Regions from separate parts of the Sus scrofa genome. Here region 2 is linked to region 1. A link is a contact called in public Hi-C data. All regions are on one chromosome and are shown on one strand. The core of a region is the stretch at or near the end of the contact, and the rest is flanking DNA. Distances in the headings are between cores, read along the strand shown. Region 1 overlaps FARP1 (FERM, RhoGEF and pleckstrin domain-containing protein 1). Region 2 overlaps FARP1 (FERM, RhoGEF and pleckstrin domain-containing protein 1).

What was found. Hi-C and Micro-C count contacts between places; a contact is called where the count stands out from the background.
Region 2: a contact with region 1 is called in a Hi-C map of liver, with 2.0 times the contacts expected there. The contact joins two enhancer-like sites. A contact is called at or near these places in 3 of 47 Hi-C or Micro-C datasets (liver and skeletal muscle) and 1 of 2 datasets of contacts at active chromatin or transcription factors (skeletal muscle).

What each region holds. Positions count from the first base shown.
Region 1 is chr11:67,174,560-67,180,160 of Sscrofa11.1, reverse strand. The region is part of intron 1 of FARP1 (FERM, RhoGEF and pleckstrin domain-containing protein 1); the gene reads right to left. Among named protein-coding and RNA genes, the nearest start is that of FARP1, 33 kb to the right of the region's middle. Within about 2 kb of position 2,435, at least 23 of the 83 cell types and tissues checked have an H3K27ac peak or open chromatin away from gene starts, as enhancers often do. A contact at or near this core is called in liver, where this site is marked.
Region 2 is chr11:67,250,655-67,256,255 of Sscrofa11.1, reverse strand. All of the region lies in intron 2 of FARP1 (FERM, RhoGEF and pleckstrin domain-containing protein 1), which reads right to left. LOC110255764 (a long non-coding RNA gene) reads right to left here. Exons shown (of 2, transcript XR_002336572.1): 2 at 2,951-5,601. Among named protein-coding and RNA genes, the nearest start is that of FARP1, 110 kb to the right of the region's middle. Within about 2 kb of position 2,730, at least 11 of the 83 cell types and tissues checked have an H3K27ac peak or open chromatin away from gene starts, as enhancers often do. A contact at or near this core is called in liver, where this site is marked.

The DNA.
Region 1 (5,601 bases), core at 1,186-3,685:
CATCGGCAGACGAATGCATTAAGATGTGATACACGTATAGAAAGGAATACTACTGAGCCATGGAAAAGAACAAAATAATGCCATTTGCAGCAACAGGTATGGAACTAGAGATTTTCAAACTAAGTGAAGTCAGAAAGAGAAAGACAAATACCATATGATATCACTTCCACGGGGAATCGAAAATATGGCACAGATGAACCTGTCTATAGAACAGAAACAGACTCACAGACACAGAGAACAGACTGGTGGTTGCCAAGGGGGAGGGAGGAGGGAGTGGGATGGCTGGGAGTTTGGGGTTAATAGATGCAAACTAATACGTTTAGAATGGATAAGCAGCAACGAGGTCTTACTGTACAGCACAGGGAACTCGATCCAATCTCCTGAGAAAGACCATGTTGGAACAGAATATTAAAAAAAGAGCATATATAACTAGCTCACTTTGCTGTATAGCAGAAATTGTCACAACAGGGTAAATCAACTACACTTTAATTTTTAAAAAACGTTTTAAAAAAAGGAAATTCATCTGAGAGTAAGGAACAGGTCAAAAGCGAGAAAAGTATGGGAAAGAAACTTGTCAGTTCATCCTTATGTTTTAAAATGGGAAAGATCTGAATGTGTTTATAGATGCGGAGAAGCCAGTTGAAGAATCTGCCTCTACGGGGGAGATTTCCATTGCTTCCTTAAGATGGCAGCTTACTCCTCTCTCCCAAGACAAACACAAGCGGGCCTACGCTGAGTTCTTGACAAGGATCTCAGGTATTATGTAAATTTTCATAGGGACATAGCTCAGATCTCAACTTTGGCTGTGAATTCCTGGAAGGGGGAAACTCTTGTCCATTTGGTTTTTTTTTTTTTTTAAGTTGGCCTTGATTTTTCATTCTGTTCAGTAGAAGAGAGTAACAAAGGCATCTTTCCTGGGTGGTTTAAAACTCTGGAGAACAGCTTCTCAAACTAATGTGCATACCTAACACCTGGAGACTTTGCTAAATGCAGATTCTGCTTTAGCAGGTCTGGGTCAGGGCCTGAGAGTCTGCATTCCAAGGAAGCTCCCAGATGAAGCCTTGGAAACCAAGGCGTAAACTTCCTGTTTTTGAATGGCCAACAGAACAGGTCCCTCAGTAAGGGCTGGTGCATTAGCAAAAAGTAATGACTTCAAGCTGCCAAGGGGTCTGCTCTTAAAACACTTGCTACCGTGAGATCTTCAGAAACACCCTCAACCTGACTTTAACCTTGAGCCACACCCACTCAGCCCCAATGGCCCAGGTTCCAGTCAGGGCAGCAGTGGTTGAGGGCACAGATGAGTAGACACCCTGGGTTCAAATCATGGTTCTACCGATCATCAGCTGTGTGACGCTGGGCATGTTGCTTGACTTCTCTGTGCCTCAGTTTCTTTGTATGTAATAGTATCTCCTCAGTACTGGTTTGCTTGTTAGCTTGTTTGGTTTTGGCCACTCCCATAGGATGTGGAAGTTCCCTGGGCCAGGAATCAAACCCACACTACCGCCACGGCAGCAACCCAAGCCACTACAGTGACAACACTAGCTGCTTAACCCACTACACCACAAGGGAACTCCTCCACAATACTGTTTTAGGAAAACAAATTAACTTTGAACATGCTTAGAAGCATGCCTGACATATAGTATGCACTCTAAAAGTACTGCTTATTATTACTCAGGGCGGGAAAGTGGCAACTGGACAGGAAGGAGACAAGGCAGAGAGTTCAAGTGCCCCATAAAAGTCCCCATAAGTCCTTCTGCAGAGCTTTCTCTAGGAACTGTCTTGGCCAAAGCTAACAACACAATGCTTCTGTAAGATGACTCACTAGCCACCCGCAACTAACCCCCCCACCCACCCCACCTAACCCCCCCAAATCCCTCAGTTTCTGTCACTTTGTCAAAGGGTTATTTTATGCACTTTCAAGACTTTCAAAAACATCTGGAACCTGCACAAAAGAAGACATATGAAACTTTAGGGGAGCAATAAGCAGAAATTCTAAGCTGCTGCTCCAGGGTTTTCCTTGCAGCTCACTGGAGTTTCTGTCAAAACACTCCACGTATATTTTAGAATTCCTGAGGCATGCAAGAGTCATGCGCCTTTGAGAACATTCCAGATAAACACTAAAAACATCCATACATTTATATGTAAATATTTAAATATATATCTTCATCTCACTTTAACAGAATAAGTCTTGTGACTGATAATCTGCAAAACTGCAGCAGAAAGGCAATCACTACAAAACGCTGCTAAATTTGGTCACTTGGTTGACCAGTGTACGAATGGTAAACAAAAGTTGATAACATTTTGGTCCATTTCCTTCCTGTCTTTATTTTGTGTATTTTTAATATGTGAAATAAACCTTCTGGAACTGGAGAGAAGCAAGCCCGGTCTTCAGTGGAATGCACACAGCCACTGGCGGCTAAGCCCTTCCCATCACCACACTCTGAGATCACAGCTCTGGCAGCTCCCTGGCTTCCGATTCAATAACTGCAAATAGTGTTGGCACCAACTCTGTCACAGCACACGGGGGCGGGGGGGGGGGGGGGAGTGACCAGAGCTGGGCAGCGACTGGGGTCAATGACCCTTTAGTCTCTCTGGATGCGAGGGGGGAGGGGGTCTCTTTCACGACTCTTGCATCACACCACATCCTAATCCCTTAGTGAAAAGAACAGATCTGCCAGGATTGCAGCTAAACAACTAACCCTATTTCTTTTTCATTCACTTAAAGGCACACGGAATGAATGGTCAATGGAGCCTTCTGATCACACCCAGGTGAGAAAGTTCTGGCCAAATTTGTTGGCATAAATAAAATAGTTGATGCCTGCCTTAATTTGCAGGGATGCACTGAAGTGCCCCCGCCCCCCGCCCCCCCTCCCAGCCCCCATCACCGTGGGATTCAGGTTACAGGCTTCCTGAAATCCTGCAACTAGCTCACAGGCCTGGGTTCCCGGGTTGCAAACCCCTTAGGAGTCCCAAGACTCCAGGCTGAGAGGTGAAATCCTAGAATGAATGAAAATCGAAAACAGAGGAAATTTCACCCAGGTGGCTGGATATCCCAAAATATACAAAATTCCTTCTAAGGCATTTTCCCAAGTCCCACCTGCAATGTAAGCCCAACCACGGAACAGTTTGCCATTGGCTTTTTTATTTATGCCAACGGCCCATAAAAATTCCTCTCCTGCTTTGCAAGGACAGAACTCTCAGGAACAAATGACCTAATCTCACAGGAGATTTCCTGGCTTACAGCTACGTGGAAGACAAAAACGCAATGAAATGGTGCTGAATCTGAATAGGACTGTAAACCAAACCAACTGAGCGCAGTCGGTTTACTTTTGGGGATGGGTGTCCCGAGGTCCCTGGAGCTAAAAACCTGAGCCTGACAGCCATCCTTCACTGCTTTTATCGATGAAGCAACCAAAACACGTATGTCCCAGCTTCTCTGCTGCACACTTTTCAACGTGTGATTCTGCAGCATCCTGCATGCATCTTCCTGGCACCATTTGTCCACCGGCCTCCACCAATGGGCTGTTGCCAGCACCACACAATAGAAGGGGGTGTGTTGTCTCTCCCCCAGCTTGCAGAAATGTGCTACATTAGCCCATCCCCTCACTGGGCTCTAAACCCTCCGCGCTCTCTGATTTTGCACAAATGTTCAAGGAGAAAGATTTTCTTTTTTTTTTGCTTTCAACGAATGTCAAGGGCCTGGCAAAATACTGTACAAAGACATGCACAAGTCAGCACTGTGTCCAAAAGCTCACTTCCTCCTCTCTCCAGCTTCTCGGTGTTCCCAAAAAAAATAGGCATGGGAACAATCCCGCTTGCCCAAGGTCTAAAATAAACTAGGAGATGCACAGGTCATTTTTCTCCATTCCTTTATGCTGAACTTGAAGGAGCTGGGTGAGCACATTAAGGGCGCCAGGCTGGGGGTGGGGCTCGGGGGGCGGGGGAGGAAGGTTCTTTTGGCTTCTACCCCTGGGGAGGTGAGGTCATGGGGAAATGCCGAGGGGGTCACGTAACTGCTCGGAAGGAGGCTGAGACCAGTCCCATCCCCCACGCCCACCCCATGACACCCTATTTTCAGAGCCCTGTGGATTCTGCCAGGTTCTTCGTCCTTCCCATCACTTCCTCCCCGGGGCCACCAAGGACTCTGTCCGGGGCCACTAAGGACTCCGTCTGCAGCCCAAATTAAATCCGGAGCTGGATTCTTACTCAGAAAGGTCTCACTCCTGGCTCATCAGAACTAGGATTCTCAGAGTTCCCGTGGAGGCGCAGTGGTTAATGAATCCGACTAGGAACCATGAGGTTGCGGGTTCGATCCCTGCCCTCGCTCAGTGGGTTAAGGATCTGGCGTTGCTGTGAACTGTGGTGTAGGTTGCAGAGGCGGCTTGGATCCTGCGTTGTTGTGACTCTGGTGTAGGCCGGAGGCTACAGCTCCGATTGGACCCCTAGCCTGGGAACCTCCATATGCTGCAGGAGCGGCTCTAGAAAAGGCAAAAAGACAAAAAAAAAAAAAGAGAGAGAGAACTAGGATTCTCATATTCTTGCATGTCCCAGGCAGGTGACATCTGTTTCATCCCGGAGAGAATTGCTAACCTAATGTAACCCTGGCAAACACAGAGAAAGCAAAGACACCTGTGGTCAAGAGATTTTTTTTTTTTTTTAATACAACCAAAAACAAATCTTTTCGACAGACTGTATCTGATTTTCTGTGTGACAGTGAGAAGAATGAGACAGAAAGATAGGGAGAACCATGCCACTACCTGCAGAAGCCCTAGAATATTCCAACAGCAAACCTGGCTGATCACAAATCACAGACATTCTCTTAAGAGTGATCCACAAATATCGAGCCGAAGCTGCAACTCGAGAAAATGAAACATCTGCAACTGGGGGAACAATTTAGGTCCTGATGTTATCACTTCCATGGTAAAAAAAAATTTTAATCATTGTATATTACACCTTGGAGAAACAAAATAAACTTTGAGTTGAACATGACAGGCAAACCATATGCCTTCATCACCCTCCCACCAAAAATCCTACCCGAAGGACAGTCACTGAATCTTCTTTTTTTTGGTCTTCTTAGGGCTGTACCCACAGCATATTGAAGTTCCCAGGCTAGAGGTCAAATCAGAGCTGCAGCTGCCGGCCCACACCACAGCCACAGCAACTCTGGGATCCCAGCCACACCTGCAACCCACACCACAGCTCGAGGCAATGCCAGATCCTTCACCCACTGAGCAAGGCCAGAATCGGACCCACATCCTCATGGATCCTAGTTGGGTACTTAACCGACTGAGCCACAACAGGAATTCCTAAATCTTTTTAAAAGGACAAAAAAATACAGCAGCAGAGACAAGAGCAGACAAAACACTCCACTGACACTTGGAGGAAGGAAAGCAGCGACGTAACTGGGGATTTAGATGCTAAGTGATGTTCAGAGGGGTTCCAACAAGTAGGCGTGTTCTTCGCCCTCCAAGTCCCTGCGAGGCGCCCACTGAAGGGAAGGGTGAGAGGCAGGGTGGAACAGAGGGTGCGGGTCTGAGAGCATGGACCTTGGGGTCCGCTCTCCCATCTGCCTCAAACCCCCACCAAGAGGTTTCTTGCCAA
Region 2 (5,601 bases), core at 1,481-3,980, 76 kb before region 1:
AAAATATCGCTCTCGCCGTGAAGGAAAAAAAAAAAAAGATCAGACTGACTAGACCCCCAAGTTCTTTTTAAGGACATATTCCCTGGGCAAAAATGTGGAAGTCCCCTTCCCTAAATAAAGGGGTCAAAGGCTGACTCTTGTCAAGAGGGTCTTGGATCACAAATGCTTACATGCCGACCATGCCAGCCAACAGAACACCACGCCATCGAAGAAGTCACTTCCTCACCAAGTCCCTAATACATGGAGGAGGAAGGGTGATGCTTGCGTATTTCCAAAGGTGAAATGAGAGTGAAATCATTGAATCAAAGCATCACATGATCTGTGGCCATTTTCATAAAAGATACTTAGAAATTCCTATTGGTTCCCACGCTGGGGGTCAAATCAGAGCTGCAGCCACCGGCCTACGCCAGAGCCACAGCAACTCGGGATCTGAGCCGCGTCTGCGACCCACACCACAGCTCACCGCAACACAGGATCCTTAACCCACTGAGCGGGCCAGGGATCGAACCCATGACCTCATGGTTCCTAGTTGGATTCGTTAACCACTGCGCCACGACAGGAACTCCTAAGAGCGTTTCTTTTTAAAGACACTGTATTGAATATACACTGTTGACTCACTAACATTAAACTCATGTCCAACAACACTGTAACTCATGCCTGAATGAAGCTTCCCTAACACAAGCATTTTCCTCCGTAGGACCCCATACCTATTGTGCTTAGGAGTAAGACAGTATTTCAGCTCTCCTGGGGCCATTTTAAGCAGCAAAATGGCCAAGAGAAAGCACAGAAATGGGAAAACAGCGCTGAACAAACCCGTTTCCTCTAACAGCTGAAACAAGCAGCAGGGTACTGCCTCATGCAACCTCAGTTGGCAACGTGTGCATCTGGGAAATCAGATCCTTCCCTGCTCTGCGCGTGCCCATGAATGATCTTGAAAGCACCGCAGGCAGCCATGTAGGGGTTACAAATGAACTTGAAGAGTGAGCGAATTCAGAAATACTGGAATCTGTGAATAATGAGGATTGACTCTAGTTCATTACGGTAGTTCCCTTTATGTAATTATTTATACATAATATTTTAATTATTAATATATTACACTGTATATAATTTATTGATTTATAATTATTTTATATGACATGTAATTTTGTTTTATATATTTTAATATATAATTATTTACATACTTATACATTAAATTATATATTAGAATGTATATTATATATAATTATATATTAAATGTGTTTGTTAATATAATGTAGTTATTTTAATGTATAATTATACCTAAACAAAATGACTTATATATAATTATATATATTATATAATGTAGTTCATTAAAATCGCATGTCACAATTTTAACATATTAACATCCAAAATTTTCTGAAATTTTGGTTATGATTAAAAAACACACCAGAGGTTCCTTTTCCTACCATTATTCCATCCTGTAAAAGAACAGCCTGTTATTTTTACGGCCTTAATAAAGTATCACCTTCGGTAAGCCATGGGTAAGCACCTGTTCGGCAGGTGTCTCCTTACCCACTTCTCCATCCTGTCCTCCTAGAGTCCACCAGTGCGCCTCACTGTACCCACATACAGTAGAAAGAGCTCAAAACTCACAGAACGTTCCAAACATTCAGAACTGCTTTGTCACCCTTCTAGATACTACACAACCTACATCTAACAGATGTGTCACTAACTATTAGATGTGTCACTGGCACGTTTTCCCCCATTAAAATGTCCATTTACTGGGCTGGGCTTGGGTGTGCCCATCAGCCTATCTGGAGCAATTTGTCCCAGGTACCTGCCTCTATGATACTAAAGATGCTGAGGAGGTTGGCAGTCATGCTCCCTCCATAAGGGCGCTGGGAGAGAGTCACTTGGGGCCCCAGGGTCAGAATCCATGGGTCTTTTGAGAATTGGTCCATTTTTATTGTACAATCTGCAGCTTGAGCACCCAGGGACAAGGAACTTCCCAACAACAACTGGAAAGCTCTTGCCTTGCCTCTCGCCCCTGGTGGCCTTCAGTCTGTGAACAGGCTTCGTTTTGGGGTCCACTTTACATCTCCCCTTAGTCTCCCTCTGCTTTGATTTTTTTTAACCTACTTCCAATTTACACTATCTAGGCTCTTAGGCAGCTTTAATCCTTTGTGAAGTTGGGGCAGGGGGTGGCCATAAATAATTGACCTTCGCTTGCTCTGCCTCAGGCAAGGTTTCTCTGGGGCTTTTCATTCCAACAGAACCCTGAGCCCATCTCCCACCTTTCCTGCCATCACTCCACGCTGGTCCAAGCAGATCTTGGGGCCTCGTCTGGCCGCCCACTCTGCCGGGATGCTCCGTACCACAGGATGGTGGGAGGTGACAGCCCATGCCACCCACACTCAGAATTTAGGGGGTCCGTGGTAGTGACCTGGGCTGGCCATGGGACTGTCTTAAAGAGCAGTTAAAGACATCGTGTGGGGACCAAGGTGGGTCCAACGATGTCAGCCACAAGTCCCCGGCCCCGGGAGCAGACGGCCTGCCTACTCCCCCAGGTGTGCAGGACACAAGAGCCCTGGCTCTCAGTTCGGCACACAAAGTGCCCAGGCCAGAGACACAGGTTCCAGGAACAGCTGGATTCTCTAACTTAAATAACAATTAATGTTCCATTTCAGTGCTCGGATCTAGAAAAGCACTGACAAAGCCTCCATTCACTCAAGTGCTGGGTTCTTAAGTGATATCACTCTGTCTGTCTGCAGTTCCAGTACCTGGTTAAAATTAAACTTTTCTAAATGCCCCACTGAGAGCACTGTTTCCGTATCTGTGACTAAGGACTTTGAGCTTTTAAAATTATCCCCAGGGAAGAAGAGGCGGGAACAGAGTATGTAAACACACACACACCCCCCCTTAGAAAATTATCTAACACCACCAAAAAATTAGCTGCCTTTCCTAGACAGAAACGAAAGAACCTCCTTTTTTCAAAGTTACAAGAATGAGAAAACTAAGTTTATTTTCCTAATCTATCCACAACAATGAAGAATTCATTTCAAAAGTTACCAGAGGAACAGGATAGATCTCTGTAGGTTATGTGTTATTTGAAATTGTTCCTACCAGCTAATCACACGATAACGCTGTGATTATCAAATAAGTTTTTCTTTCCAAGAACTGATCTAACAACCCCAAAAGAATGATCAAGAATTAATAATAAGCATCTGCTATTCCAACTAGTTCAGGCTTCATCATCTTCTTTACTCCAGGAAGGAAACTGGAGAGGACGGTTAAAATTAAAGCTTTGAGTTCATACAAGTAGAAAGCATCTACTACACACATTATATGTGTGTTTCAAGTAAATTACTGTATATATATTGTATCAGATGTAACAGTAAATTAGACACGGGAGCTGAAAATCTGTTCTCATCAAAATTAACTGCCCTCTATATATAAACAACCTACTTCGTGCTTATCAAGCAACTGTTAACGGAGCTCCCTGGTGGCCTAGTAGTTAAGGATTCCACGTTGTCACTCCATGGCTTGGGTTGATCCCTGGCCCGGGAACTTCTGCATGCTAAAGACACAGTCAAAAAAGGAAAAAAAAAAAAATACGGTGAAAAAATATATTAGATAAGATAGTAGTTTTGAAACAAAAGAAACTGATAAGACAAACGTGAATTAAAGTAGATCATCTGGTGTTATCAGTCTTTCCACAAGGCTAATCCCTTCTTTCAGTTCAAAAAAATCTTAGGCAGAAATCACTGTCGATTTCTCACAACACAGCAATATGGGAAATGAGGCGTTCCTTTTAAATGGAAACGCTTTCAGCAACTGAAGGGCAGCAATTCCAATTAACATTTTAAAACTAAGCAATCTAATTAAGAGACCTCTTGGGAAAGAGATGATTTTTAACTTCCGTACTAGCAACCAACCAAACTCCTCTCTTTGGTCTAATTTCTGGCTGGAACAGAAGTGGATCTTCCCTAGAATCCAACACTCCACAGTGGAAAGGCCTCCTGACTCCCCTATAAGGAGGACCAAAATCTGGGGTGAGGGGAGCCCAGCTCTCCCCCCCAACACGTAGCTGAAGTAAGGGGGCTTCACTGCCAGAGACCCCGTCTCCACCTACACTCACCCGGCAGGAGAGGAACTTTTATTCGCGCTAAAATGTGTTCATACCACACATTCAATAGACTCCAGCCTTGGCGGACGACTTTCTTCCAATGAAATAATGAAACGGACTTTAAGTCCTGACTTGATGGAGAGCAAGCAGCTCTTCTTCACCCAGTGCTCTGGCTAAGCTCCTATTTCAAGCCCAATTTATGGAAGAAATAGAGCCTTTCGTTCAGATGAAGGACAAGGAGGCCCTGTTCAAACTCGTCAATTACGCGCACTTGGTGGTGAGGTGCTTGGGCGGCAAAGGACCGAAAAATTGCCCGAGGGACCAGGCGCTTGGACGATGGAAAGACAGTGCAGCATCCCGTGAAGAATATTCTCTTGAAAGAACATTTGCTGGGGAAAGCAAACTGTCAACGATCAAGCTAGAAATATGTGGTTACTGTACTTCCATCATAAATTCTGGAGCCGATTTGATCCCACTTTACACAAAATTCTCTAGAACTAATGTGAATATATTTAATAAATAAAAGGTCTCTGAAAATTTAATCAAACTGCCCCAAAGCGATCACTCTTTTCAAGAGACTGTTGCTTTAAAAAAAAAAAAAAAAAAGGAAATAAGGTGCTACAGGCAGTACACTCACTGGCTTCTTTTTTAACTCTTTACTATTAGAACTATTAAATCTCATGTACTTTAAAGAATTTGTTTAAAATTACACTGAAATCCAATATGTGTTCGAAGAGGTTGGGGGGTAAACATTTAATAACCTTCTCCAAAAAAGCCCACAGTGAAATCCGTTTTAAGTTCAGTTTTCATTACAAGGAGAGGAACTGGTGGTAATAGGAAGACCCTTTACCAAGCGAGAAAAAAAGGCAATCGATTATCTAAAAGGGTCATGCAAGTTACACAGGTTCATCTTACTCGGTGGAACACAAGTCTTTCTTCGTGACTGATCTTCGTCACAGAGAACTGAATAATGGGATTTCCCACGGTGGCTCAGCGGAAAAGAATCTGACCAGCATCTGTGAGGACGAAGGCTCCATCCCTGGCCACGCTCAGTGGGTTAAGGATCCGGCATTGCTGTGAGCTGGGGTGTAGGTCACAGACGGGATCCTGCATGGCTGTGGCTGTGACTGAGGCTGGCAGCTGTAGCTCTGATTCGATCCCTAGCCTGGGAACCGCCACATGTCCTAAAACAAACCATCAAACAAAGAGAACTGAGTAATGGATTGTGGATGATAACGTATTTCATAATGCACTGAGCTCTCATCTATTTGAAGTGGCCAAAGAAAATACTAAAACAAAAAAGAAACATTTCAAAACCTAAATGCAAATCCCAGACTGGGAATCAATCAGCATGTCAATATTCATTTTTTGGAGCTGATGCGCCTATTATGCATTTGATTTTATAATATTGCACTAAATAATGCTGAAAACCACTGCTCACCATCCACAAAGTCCAGGGAGAACCATCACGGTTCCTCACGAAAACAGGAAAACCTTTACCTATAAAATATAATGAG